Linked DNA regions of Zea mays: region 1 is linked to region 2. The links are chromatin contacts, called in public Hi-C maps. All regions are on one chromosome and are shown on one strand. Each heading gives the region's core, a stretch centred on a gene start, on an enhancer-like site or on the middle of the called end of the contact. The rest is flanking DNA. Distances are from core to core; before and after follow the strand shown.

Evidence for each region. A called contact is a pair of places that touch in the nucleus more often than the background predicts.
Region 1: a Hi-C map of leaf shows a contact between it and region 2, with 8 times the contacts expected there. The contact joins the promoter of LOC100382772 here to the promoter of LOC103626829 in region 2. A contact is called at or near these places in 8 of 25 Hi-C or Micro-C datasets (bundle sheath, ear, endosperm and 3 more).

The regions. Positions count from the first base shown.
Region 1 is chr5:121,035,604-121,041,935 of Zm-B73-REFERENCE-NAM-5.0, reverse strand. It overlaps LOC100382772 (putative calcium-dependent lipid-binding (CaLB domain) family protein), which reads left to right and starts at 2,979. Exons shown (of 9, transcript NM_001175481.1): 1 at 2,979-3,070; 2 at 3,417-3,496; 3 at 3,795-3,879; 4 at 4,186-4,261; 5 at 4,494-4,657; 6 at 4,851-4,968; 7 at 5,064-5,180; 8 at 5,265-5,360; 9 at 5,496-5,970. The coding sequence starts at 3,466. The coding sequence ends at 5,777.
Region 2 is chr5:120,850,941-120,857,580 of Zm-B73-REFERENCE-NAM-5.0, reverse strand. LOC103626829 reads right to left here and starts at 2,457. Exons shown (of 22, transcript XM_008647179.4): 1 at 1,661-2,457; 2 at 1,089-1,176; 3 at 906-996; 4 at 737-802; 5 at 517-651; 6 at 292-413; 7 at 1-121. The coding sequence starts at 2,266.

The DNA.
Region 1 (6,332 bases), core at 1,730-4,229, 180 kb before region 2:
TTTCTTCTCTCATTTCCAATCGCACGAACATACCCTAAACCCTAAACATGCAGGGTTCTTCTTCCTTTATCCATCTTTCTCCATAGAATTAACAGCAAGGGGAGGGGGAAGGAAGCAGCACGGCCATGGGAAGAGGGGGAGCCGGTGTGATGGGGGCTGGCCACGGCCAGGGCTAGGCGCTGCGTGGGGCTGCTGGCCGCTCTGGGCGCTGAGGCCTGGGCGGGCTGGCCGGGACTGGCCGCCACGCCCTAGGACATCGGGCTGCCGGGCCGCTGCGCGCAATGGAGAAGAGGAGGGGCGAGAGGACCGCGGCCAGGGGCCTACGACACAGCACGCTAAAGGGGAGAGGACGTCAAAGGGAGGGACGAGAGACTCACCTGCGTACGCGATGACCAATAACCGCTGCTACCTGATTTGGATCTGAGGACGAAGTGACAAGCGATTAGGCAATGGCAGGGGTACCTATATATAAAAATAGGGCACGAGAGGTGGTTGCCAATTTCGCTGCGGATCACGACATGACTAGACGAGAGAGGCGGTTGTCAAGTGATGACTAAAAAGGATGGAGTAATTGTGTGAAGCGACGACTGGGAGTACCAACGGTAGACGAAAGCGAAGCTAGATGGAGGATAGACATAGGATTAGACAGGGTAACATACCGAGGGTAGACGCCAAGGATAGACGACGGGGTAGACACGAGTAGCACGACGTTTGCGAGGAGAGATGTTTTAACGATCCCGCGAAAAGGATATGAGATCTAGAACGGACTCGATGAGAGGAAAATATATACATATATTATCGAGTTTCCAGAATTTTATAGTTTTTCGCAAATGCTAAATTTTAGTTATTTAAATAATATTAGAAAAAAAATCAATTTCATATTTAATACCCGAGGAAACGTTCCGAGGATTCCAACAACTCTTGGGAATATCCTCGATATATTTTAACCTGTTACGATAATAATTTGCACTCAAACACTATGCAATGGCATGAATGCAACAATCGAAGCTTCTCTAGGATTCTATTTTACTACGCTAAAACTTATATATATAATAAAATAACTCTTCATTATTTAGAAAAAAAAGAAGGAAAGTAAGGAAATGAGAGAGTAACACCTGAATTTGGTGGATTTTAGAAAAGAAATTTTATACCCCAAATTCAGGGTGTTACAGTCGGCCCCACCGGGCAGGGAGAGAGAAAGAGAGTGTGCGAGCGCGGCTGATGCTGACTGGTGGGACCCACCTGTCAGGCGGAGCGGGGGGGGGGGCAGCTGGGCGGAGCTGGTCTTAACGGGCCAAAGACGGTTTTCCTATTTTCCTAGAAGTTTCCAAATGCTTTTCTTTTTAATTTTCTCTATGGATTTCAAATCAAATTCAAACCCAGTTCAATTCAAATAATTCAAACATGTGCATCAAACAAAAAAAATAATTTAGGCTCAGCGCGATGCAACATTTCATGACTCACATAGATTTTGCTATATTAAATAAATAGTTAATCCCTCATTCTAATAAAAAGGGAGGAGAAGTCTAGAGAGAGACAAGAGGTAACATCTGAATTTGGTAGATATTGAAGAAAAAATTTTATACCCCTAAATTCAGGGTGTTATATTAGGGTTGGATACAACTAGGCATGGCAACGTAAAATTCCCTGTTGGGGAATAGCTTCTCATTCTCGTTCCCGGATGAAATTTCTCAGCGGGGATCTCAATGGACGCTTGTGGGAGACATTTTATTCTCCATCATCGACCTCGCGAGGCCGACGGGATCCTCATCCTCACTTCAATTAAAATTAGAACGTGTGTTTTTTGTTATTAATGTAAAATATTGTTACTTATATACATTGTTAGATTAGATGTAAAAATTATTATGTGTACATTAAAATGAATATATGTGTAAAATAAGAGATCTCTTGACAAAGTAATTATTTATTTATATCATTAACTATTACACGAAAACATCGTCACGTGCAAGCTTAACTAATACCCATAGAAAACGGGGATGAAAAATGTTTCTATGTCCTTGTTTACTCGTTTATATTCCTATCTTTTAATAGATTAATTCTAAATCGGGACCTCAATGGCATCTCCAGATACAACCTTTTAGAATTCATGTTACATCGCGAGGGACCTTAAACTCTATATAACCACGTCATCGCGCATCAAAGACACAAAATCAAATTGCAATAAACTTACTGACAAAGTGCCAATGTCGGTGTTACGTCATGTGGCAAACATCCGAATTCTTTCGGATTTCTTAGCGCCAGTGTTTAAAGAAAAGTTTTGGGGTGGGATGGGGCATGAACGTCACAATTAGGGATGAATTGAACCAAAACGATCGGAAAAACTCCACTCATATTTATGTTACCATATTTTTTATTGAAAACGGGAGCGGAAGCGGGAGCGGTGCCAGAAACGAAAACGGTTGTGCAATATATGATTACACAAAAACGGATTAAAACGAATGGATATATAACAAAAACGGATAGTAACCGAAAACTTTGTCCGAAATATACAATATTATGCAATCACTCAACAAACTCCAATATTAAGAGTTTAGGACACTATAAATAACAACTTCACAAGTTTAAAAGTTAGCAAAAAAAAACATATGTTTTTAAAGATCAACATGTTGCGCAAAGGCAATACTTTTTTCATCAACATTCTTTAATCATAAACCACGAAATTACATATACATAAGATAACATCCCGTTTCGTTATCGTTTTTTTTTCCACAAATACGAAAACGTATGGATAAAAACAGAATATCGTATATGAAACCGGATTTTTTGTCCGTTTTCGCAGGAAAATGGTAGTCTTGCAAGTTTGCAATTTGCCCCGAGAATAATAAAAAAACCCTGCACATGGGCCAGACCGTCAGCCTCCTGTGGCACGTGTGAACAGCCGACCAGGCCACGTGGACCACCTGTTCTAGTTCTAGTGATCAGAGGGGAGGGAAGGGGAGGTGAACGGAGGGAGCGGAGGAAGATCTCGGGCTCTCAGAGCTGCATCCTGAACCCATCGCGTAGGAAGGGGCAAAGGAGTCGGAGCTGATCCGGCAGTCGCTCTCTCTCGGTAAGCAATTATACACTTCTTTCATCATTTGGGTACCCCTGATCTGTGGCGCATTCGTCCCCATCAATCGCGTTCGTTTGGGCTCCTGATTTCTCCGATGCTGAATCGCATGGGGTAGTTGGCGCTGTGTAGACTTGCGATTCGCGATTCTTCTCTGAGTAATTGGGCTGCCACCTGCGCTTGGTCCCAATTCACAGTAAAATCTACGCATTGCGTGGCCACGTTGGCTAGGAATTTGGAAGCAAGTACTCTCCGCTTTCAGTAATCCCAACGGTATTCTTCAAACTTTGGAATTTACATGCTTCTTTTATTCACGTTTTTTTCGTGCTCAACATCCATTTGGCAGGATTGAGTACGATTTGACGCATTTGCGGCCGAGCTTTCTTGCACCCAAGATGAGTGGGCATGGTGACACTGCGACCTCAGGTATGCGTAAATGGCTTTCTGTGACCACCTCGGAGTGGCATGGCACAAATTCCTGGTGCTCGCACTGGAATATTCTGTAGCAACCTTGAGCAAATACATATATGTTCGTGATAATGCACACACGATCTGCCGAAAACACAAGTGCAATTTTTTCCCTGAAGGCTTTCCAATTTTTGACACTTTTTGCTACATTTATGGTACAGCCACTAGTTTTCTCTATCAAGTATACTTATATTATGTATTAAGGTCACAGCAGCTTCGCTTATATTATGAACTCACATTCACCTTTGCCTTCCAGCTAAGATGGCGAAACTGAAGGAGTTGTTGCAAAAGAGTGAAAACCACATTTGTGCTGACTGTGGTGCATCTGATCCCAAATGGGCGTAAGTATTTGTGTGAGCATGAATAGGTCACCATGTGCTCAATTTCAGTTTGCTTGAACTTTCTGTCTTTTCTCCCATTTGGATATCAGCCCTGGCAGCTGGCAATGCATTTGTGGAAGACATATGAGTAGAACATGTAGAGCAATAATAAATCATGCATAACCTTGCAATATAATTTGGAAAATCCTCTGTTTGGTTCCCCATTCTTTTCTTTTTAACATAACCAGGTCTGTATACTATGCATAGGCCTTTGCTTCAAACTTTTGTGGCTGGAGAAACACAAATAACTGAGGTTTATCTTTGCAGATCAGCTAATATTGGGGTATTCATTTGCGTAAAATGTTCTGGCGTCCATAGAAGTCTCGGTACACATATTTCAAAGGTTTTTGTAGTCACACACTAAAACCAGAAATTACCTTACATGTTTCTTTCTTTCTATTTTTCTTTCCTTTTTTTGTTTGTTTTTAGAGTTTATTACTGTCTGCTAGCAATGATACCATCTTTGCAGGTAGCAATACAACATGCAAAATGCAATTGTTTGTTAGTCTGCAGTATTACTCCATGGTAATATCGTCCTTAATACATATAATGAACCTAATGTTTATCTGACACAGGTTCTGTCAGTGACACTGGACAAGTGGTCTGACAGTGAAGTTGACTCCATGATAGAAGTTGGTGGGAATTCTCAGGCAAACGCAATATATGAGGCTTTTATACCAGAGGGCTACCAGAAGCCACATTCAGATTCTACCCAGGAAGAGCGAGAAAAATTCATCAGGTTTGTGGTTATCTGGAAACGATTTTTTTTTCCCAATGGACACAAGAAATTTTGCCAAGTTCTTTGAAGATTGGTGTCTACTTGTTTTCTTTCCAAGCTTGATCTGCAGAAGGCATTTTTATTGAAGCGCGTGATCCATATTCTCCCTGTCATAAGTTGTCAGCTACCGAAGTATGTATTTCCATTGTTTCAGGTCTAAATATGAGCTGCAGGAATTTCTGAAGCCAAGCTTGCGCATTGTTTCTCATCAGCCTAGTGACTCTGGAAAACATGCCGGAAATGCTTCTCATTCTGATGGTTCCAAGAGTCAAGTATGGCTGCCCAAATTGAACATTTACTATATGTATGGTCACTAATTTGTTGCCCGGTATTTGGGTGTAGTGATTCTTTTTTTTCGTTTTTGCAGGTCGGCATGATCGAGTTCATTGGAATATTGAATGTCAAGGTGATTGGAGGCACCAACCTAGCCATCAGGGATATGTCAAGCAGTGACCCTTATGTCGTCCTGACACTTGGGCAACAGGTAATTTTGGTCGTTTTGTTAGAATCACAACAAAATAAACATATACTTTGTTATCAAATTACAGCGCCCTCTTGTTGATTGCAGAAAGCACAAACTTCAGTAATCAATGGCAACCTGAATCCTGTCTGGAATGAAGAACTGAAGCTCTCTGTTCCCCAGCAATATGGACCTCTGAAGCTGGTAATGAACTACACCATTACTATATATCACATACAGTAACAGATAATGCCATCTAAATTTTGAGGGTCCCAATAATTATGCCAACTTGAACAAACCCTTTGATCCGTTCTTTCACTCACGCAACAATGAAAGCAGCAAGTGTTCGATCATGACATGGTGTCCAAGGACGACCTCATGGGTGAGGCCGAGATCGACCTGCAGACAATGATCAACGCTGCCGCAGCATTTGGCGACCCGGAGCTGCTGGGCGACATTCAGATCGGCCGGTGGCTCAAGTCCGAGGATAACGCTCTCGTCAGGGACAGCGCCGTGGTGGTCTCTGGTGGCAAGGTGAAGCAAGGGATGGCACTGAAGCTGCAGCACACCGAGTCCGGCGAGCTGGAGTTGGAGATGGAGTGGATGCCGCTTAACGTGTAGAAATCTGCTCAAGTTGCCACCTTTATAATGGGTGTGGGATACAAAGAATTTGTTTTGCTTTTGTTGCCAAGAGAAATTGTTATATTTTGGTAATTGGCAAGGGCTCTCTTCAAAATAAAGATCTGAATCGCTAAAAGGTGTGTTGTGGATACTAAAATTTGAGAGATGATTCACAAGAAACTCCTTTTTTTCTAATCTAAATTCAAGGTTCACCATGCAGTTTATAACAATCAATGTCCTCTCGATTTGTTGATATCAATGTCCATTACATGCAAAACGACGCAAAATAGAATTGTGGGTTTGTTTTGCTATCTTGCGGGTAAAATTTTTTGCCACAGTAAATGGTGTGCATTATCTGTGGCAAGGGTCTTGGCAGTTCAAAAAACTAGATCACATGGCTCCGGTTTTTCCGTGGTGTTGGCACTGTATCATGTTTTTGCCACCAGAAAATGGTGTGATTTTTTTCCACGCCAGAAACTCATAGGCTCCGGTTTTTCCGTGGTGTGTTGCCACTGTATCATGCTTTCTTTACCGTGTACAAAATTGTACTGCATC
Region 2 (6,640 bases), core at 1,208-3,707:
TGGCTCTTCAGAATCTTAGAAATCTGTCTGACATACTCACTGCCAGCTTGCATGTAGAGATTTCTAAAGGATGATGTTGCTCGAAGCTTTGGTCTTTGAGGTACAACCCGTATCTTTTTTACTGTTAATAAAAATATGTTAGTGTAAGCTTGCTTTGTTTTTCAAACATTGCTACAAGTTTACAGTTCGGACATTCCTTATTGTAATATGCTAGCCTTTTCCTGAAGAATTTTCCGATGTAATGTTTCAAGGCGAGTAATGTTGATGACTGAAATGATTGCTTATACATACCTTCAATCTCAATCTGTTTAACAAGTTTCCTTCCCTTTATAGTACAATTTCCATCCTTATCATACATTTGTTTACCATCAACTTGACTATTGTGTTTTGGATGAAGCAAGAAGTTCTGTATTCTGTTCATAAAAAGAAGCACATAAGTTGTGTGCTAAAAGGCAAAAATAGTGAAGTAATACTAGATTACTCAGAACATGTACTCATGCATAAGCTGTTGCATACCCAAAGGCACTTCGCAGTACCATGCACTCATCCCGAAGGAAGTCTGGAGCTTCCATGCAGTTTCTTGCCCATGCATTCAGACATAACCTGAAGCATGCATCATATGCAACAAAGGATTGCCATGCATTTTGGACACTGACGAGAGCAAGCAAGCAATAAGAACAGGAGGCAGACAACAACATCTTCAAATGAATAAGGTTAAAGATAAATCAAAACTCACTTAATAGTGAAGCTCGGTATCTGAGCTAATAAGTTATTCTCAACGCCATCTTCATGAACAATTGAGCTGAATTCGCATAATTTCAACAGGCAAAGAGCAAATGTTAGCCAGATTTGCCCCAAAATGTAATAAAAACTATAACTGTGAGCAATCTACAATTTCGATTTACCTCGTATGAAGCTCATGAACATCTTGGGCCAGTATATCTGCTACTGATGATACTCCATTCCTCTCAAGCCCTCCATCCATTTCAGCCCTTTCTGTTTGCAATACCATATGAATGCCAAGGAAAACACCATTTCCAGGACAAGTTAAATCAATGAATTTCTATCACAGTCTCTGATGTCCTTACCAACTGCATGAAACATAACATCCTCCTCGACCCCTGCAATTGGAGGGGCACTAGGAGTCCCCAATACCTGCTCCTCAAAGTAGCGTCCCTGTATATAAAAGGAGAACAGATTTATGAAACTGACTCTGACTTTTGATGTTCTATGGACTATATAGAGTGCTATGTGTTTCCAGGGACAGGTGTCTGGCAGATGTTAAGGTGGTGTTGCCCAAAGCAACAGCCAAGATTAACATGGTGGCAAGAAAAACTCTCAGATTCCGCAAGCTTAGGCAGGCGTGCACGATGCATTCCCATTAGAGATATAGTTTGATTGACATGCCAGGTTGAGAATTGAGTTTAGGACACTATCCCTAGTAGTAAGTACCTGTGAGGGTAAAATTGGTTTTGGTGGGCACCCTCAAATATGCTGATATGCTTAGAGTGTGAGAACTGTTGTTTCATAATTCCCAGAAATAAAGCGGGGGAGACATTTTATCTAAAAAAGTGGTATAACAGAACTAAATATTCGCAGTGTTCGTAGTGGAAACATGAGATATTATCACTGGCGTCTGGCTACAGAAGAGAAGCCGTACCTGCGAGATGGAGTCCACTGGATGTTGTGCCCCGGAACCGGAGCACTTCCCGGCATCGAACGCTCCCGCACCTCGCACTTCCACCCGCAGGAACTCCTTGGACTGCCCCCGCACGATCCCGCCGCCGCCGCCCTTCCTGCTCAGCTGCGACGTGACCTCCTCATCCCACCCTCCGCCGCAGCGGTCCATGGCCCTCCGCATGAGTCTGGAGTCGCTGGAGCACGCCTCGTCGCCGGTCTCGGAGAAGTTGCCGCCGCCGTAGCAGTCCTCGGGCATGCCCCACGATGCGACGCTCTCGTCCTCCCACTCATCGGAGTCCGCGACCGAGAGGAGCACGGAGTGGCGGCCGAGCAGGCCCGAGTGGTGCGTCCCGTTCACCCGCACTTGCGGGAGGCCCTTGGGGGAGAAGAAACCGACGCCTGCGCCGGCCCCGCACGGCCTGGCGTGCAGCGCGGGGCTCCTCGGCGCCGCCGCCACCTGTCCCAGCGGCGGGCGCTCCGACAGCGGGGACCGTGGGGGTGCGGGGGCTGGGGCTGAGGCTGGGGAGTCCATGCCCTGCTTGATCCAGCTGATCGCCGACTCGTCGAGGCCCTCCGTGAACATCATCTTCGCCGGCCGTCTTCTCAGCTACCGTGGTGTAGGGGAGCGGGATTCTGATAGAGGATTGTCGAGTGTGGGTTTCGCTACTGGGGATCGGCGAATTTGAGGGAGGCTGGTTGGGGAGGGGAAGAGGACAGGAGCCGGGTGGGAGGGAGGCGAATGGGGAGCGAGTTGGGACTTGGGATTGGGAGGTAGTGGGCGAAGTGGGGGGATGGCAACGGCTAGTTCCTCGGGCGCGGGTTTGAAGGGATCTACGTTGCACGTTGCCGAGCTGGAAAAGCAAAGCCTGGCCTCGGACGGGCCCATGTTCAGTGTTTATTAAAAGGTAATAAATCTGGTATAATTAAACACATTTGTGCAACTTTGCAGACACAAAGATGAAGGTTGGAAAAAACTTTTAAAAAATATCCATAGAAAGGTGGGATTTTTGAAAAAAATATATAAAAGAGTCTTCTTACCTTCATCCCTGTACCGCGGTTGCACCAGGTGTTTCGTTGCATTGTATATCTCTTCCTAATAAAGTCTATTTTAGGCTTTTACCTCTAAACTATCTTTGTAGTTTAGGTTTTTCTTCTAAACTTTAAAATCTGATGAACTATATTCCTCAATTATTTGTCACAACACTCTAATTTGCATATTTACAATGTTTAAATGAGTTCCAAGAAGATTTTCTTAAAAAACTTTTGATATAAAAATCACCACTTCATACCTTTGGTACCACTAGATACATAGCTTTTGCTATATAAATAAAAAAGCATCGTATAATTTAGAATAAAATAATTTAGAATAAAAGGGCAATAATGTTTTTAAACCATAGAAAATATCTCTAAGTCTCTAATACTTCTAAAGAAAATCCTACAACTACAATGGGACACCTGTTATCACCGGATTTCAGCTGAGCCCGAGACAGGCCGCAACGCAGGATGGGTCGCGAAGAACGGCCCGAAGGAACAGAAGGACGTGCCCCTGCGCGAGAGCACCCCAGGATAAGCATCCACAATTTGTGTGATGATAAGTTAGCTTAAGAGTAGGAAAAGATAGAACTCATCAGTTACACTAGGGTTAGAGAGTCCCTGGGACTATAAATATGTACATGTAAACACTTACTAGGGTAATCGTAAATCTCCACAGGATTATGACCGCAAGCTTTGGCGCATCGCCACCCCTGTTTCAGGGTTCTCCACGGGTAAGTGTCACGTCGCCCTGATCATGCTTTGCGATCAGGGCGGTGTTGTTCTTATTCGTAAAATCTTGGTGCTTTCTCGTACTGGAGCGTTTTTTATGGCGAGATGCACTAGTTATCGTAGTACCTAGAGAAATGCATCGGCAGGATCATTATAATACGTATATTGTCTACCGATTGTGAGTGCTTTGCCGTCGTCACGTGAGGTCCCCGAGCGAGAGAGCGGCACCCCATTGCGTCTCCATGTGGCGGATCCGGTCTGTCACGGCTAGTGTTTGGTTTATGAAAGATCTATCTAATATCCTCCTAGCTAGGCCTTGCATGGTAGTTGGACGTTCCAGTGACTTGATGGGCGGCTGGCATCTGTTCCGGGAGTCGGCTCGTGCCGATTCTTAAGCCTCTGAATGTAACCAGCATTAATGCACCGTCATGACCCCTAGGCCTAATTACGTGTAGGATGTTCCGGTCATGTGGTGAAGCTTTAGCCATAGTAGGTCAGGTCCGCTCCATGCGGACGGAGCGGGGTTTTGAGAGCCATCGACTCCGCGTGCTACCGAGGCATGGATCCGATGCGAGCTCGGGGAGAGCGATCGGCTCTTTACAATCGATATGACCTAGGGAGTTGAACACGGCTTGGATTGATGTTTACTAGTGTCTGTGTATATAGGGAACCTTTTCGGAGCACGTCGACACCCTCCTGATCAGGAATAGGTTAGTGTCACACCCGGATTTAAGGAACAAAACCGAGTGCATCTCATATATGCGCCAGAGAAGACAACACATATAAGAACAGAGTGCATAGAGATAAATGTCATAAATATCATAAATATACTTATTACATAGCGAAAGTCTTACAAAAATAAATGATAAAATAAAGCGAACTAAATATTATTCCCTGGCGCCACAAAGCTGACTGGGAGACGCCACCTAGATCAAGTCGAAAGCCTCAGTGTTAGGCGGCTCCTCTTCGACCACCTGTTCTTCTCCTGTGGGGGTGTGAGACAGCAAGAGTGAGCTCACATACATTCATAGCTCAACAAGTCGTGGGGAATAATGTGCATGAACTCACCAAAGGTGGGAGTTCATGTGAAGTGTAAGGCTGATCAACAAAATAAAGGCTGAAGCTGAGCATTGCTTTTATAAGTTGGTTAAAATTTTATTAGCAGTTACTAAGTATAAGTAAATATCAAACCTTAATAATAATAAAGAAAAGTAATAAATAAATAATCCCAATGCGATGCAAATGACAAATTGAGTTTTAATTCCATAGATTAATCATGTGATAGTCCGAGCTGCTCATGACCGTGAGCACGGCTAGTATACCAGTTTTACACTCTGCAGAGGTTGCACATCTTTACCCACAAGTCATGTTACCCATCTGCCAAGAGATGGCAAATCCATATGAAAGTCGCCTAGAGGGGGGTGAATAGGGCGAATCTGAAATTTATAAACTTAAGCACACCTATAAGTCGGGTTAGCGTTAGAAATATAAACGAGTCCGAGAGAGAGGGCGGAAAACAAATCCCAAGCTAATAAAGAGTATGACACAAGGGTTTGGTTTACCGAGGTTCGGTTTTTGCAAACCTACTCCCCGTTGAGGTGGTCACAAAGACCGGGTCTCTTTCAACCCTTTCCCTCTCTCAAACGGTCATTTAGACCGAGTGAGCTTCTCTTCTCAATCAAATGGAACACAAAGTTCCCGTAAGGCCCACCACACAATTGGTGTCTCTTGCCTCGGTTACAATTGAGTTTGATCACAAGAAAGAATGAGAAAGAAAAAAAAGCAATCTAAGCGCAAGAGCTCAAATGAACACAAGTGTCGCTCTCTCTAGTCACTATTTGATTTGGAGTGATTCCGGACTTGGGGGAGAATTTGATCTCTTTGGTTATGTCTAGAATTGAATGCTATAGCTCTTGTAATGTGTTGAAGGTGGGGAACTTGGATGCCATTGAATGTGGGGTGGTTGGGATATTTATAGCCCCAACCACCAAACTAGCCGTTTGGTGGAGGCTGCTGCCGCATGGCGCCATCGGACACTGTCCGGTGCGCCAGCCATGTCACCTGGCCGTTAGGGTTCGACCGTTGGAGCTCTGACTGGTGGGACCTCTGGGCTGTCCGGTGGTGCACCGGACAGGTCTTGTAGACTGTCCGGTGCGCCAACTGTGTGTGCTCTGACTCTGGCGCGCACTGTAGCGCATTGAATGCGGTTGTAGTCGACCGTTGGCGCGAAGTAGCCGTTGCTCCGCTGGCACACCGGACAGTCCGGTGAATTATAGCGGAGCGGCCTCCCATTTTCCCGAAGGTGGTAAGTTTAGCTTCGAGTTCCCTGTGCACCGGACACTGTCCGGTGGTGCACCGGACAGTCTGGTGTGCCAGACCAGGGTGCCTTTGAGATGTCTTTAGCTCTCTTTATTTGAACCCATCTTTGGTCTTTTTATTCGCTTGTTGTGAACCTTTGGCACCTGTAGAACTCATAATCTAGAGCGAACTAGTTAGTCCAATTATTTTGTGTTGGGCAATTTAGCCACCAAAATCTATTTAGGAAAAGGTGTAAGCCTATTTCCTTTTCAATCTCCCCCTTTTTGGTGATTGATGCCAACACAAACCAAAGCAAATATAGAAGTGCATAATTGTAAGTGCAAAGATTGCTAAGAATTGAGCCAATAAATTCTCATAAGATATGCATGGATTGTTTCTTTATATTTTTTAATATTTTGGACCACGCTTGCACCACATGTTTTGTTTTTGCAAATTCTTTTGTAAATTCTTTTCAAAGTCCTTTTGCAATTGGTCAAAGGATACATGAATAAGATTTTAAGAAGCATTTTCAAGATTTGATATTTTCTCCCCTGTTTCAAATGCTTTTCCTTTGACTAAAACAAAACTCCCCCATAATGAAATCCTCCTCTTAGTGTTCAAGAGGGTTTTGCATTTTTTTGAAGATACTACTTTCTCCCCCTTTTGAACACAATAAGATATCAATTTGAAAATCTTTATTTTAAAATTAGGTGGTGGTGCGGTCCTTTTGCTTTGGGCTAATACTTTCTCCCCCTTTGGCATGAATCGCCAAAAATGGATACTTGAGTGAAATATAAGCCCTCTTTATAACTACTTTCTCTCCCTTTGGCAAGCAAAACTATGAGTGAAGATTATACCAAAGTTGGAGAGTGGTGTGGAGCGACGGCGAAGGATGAGT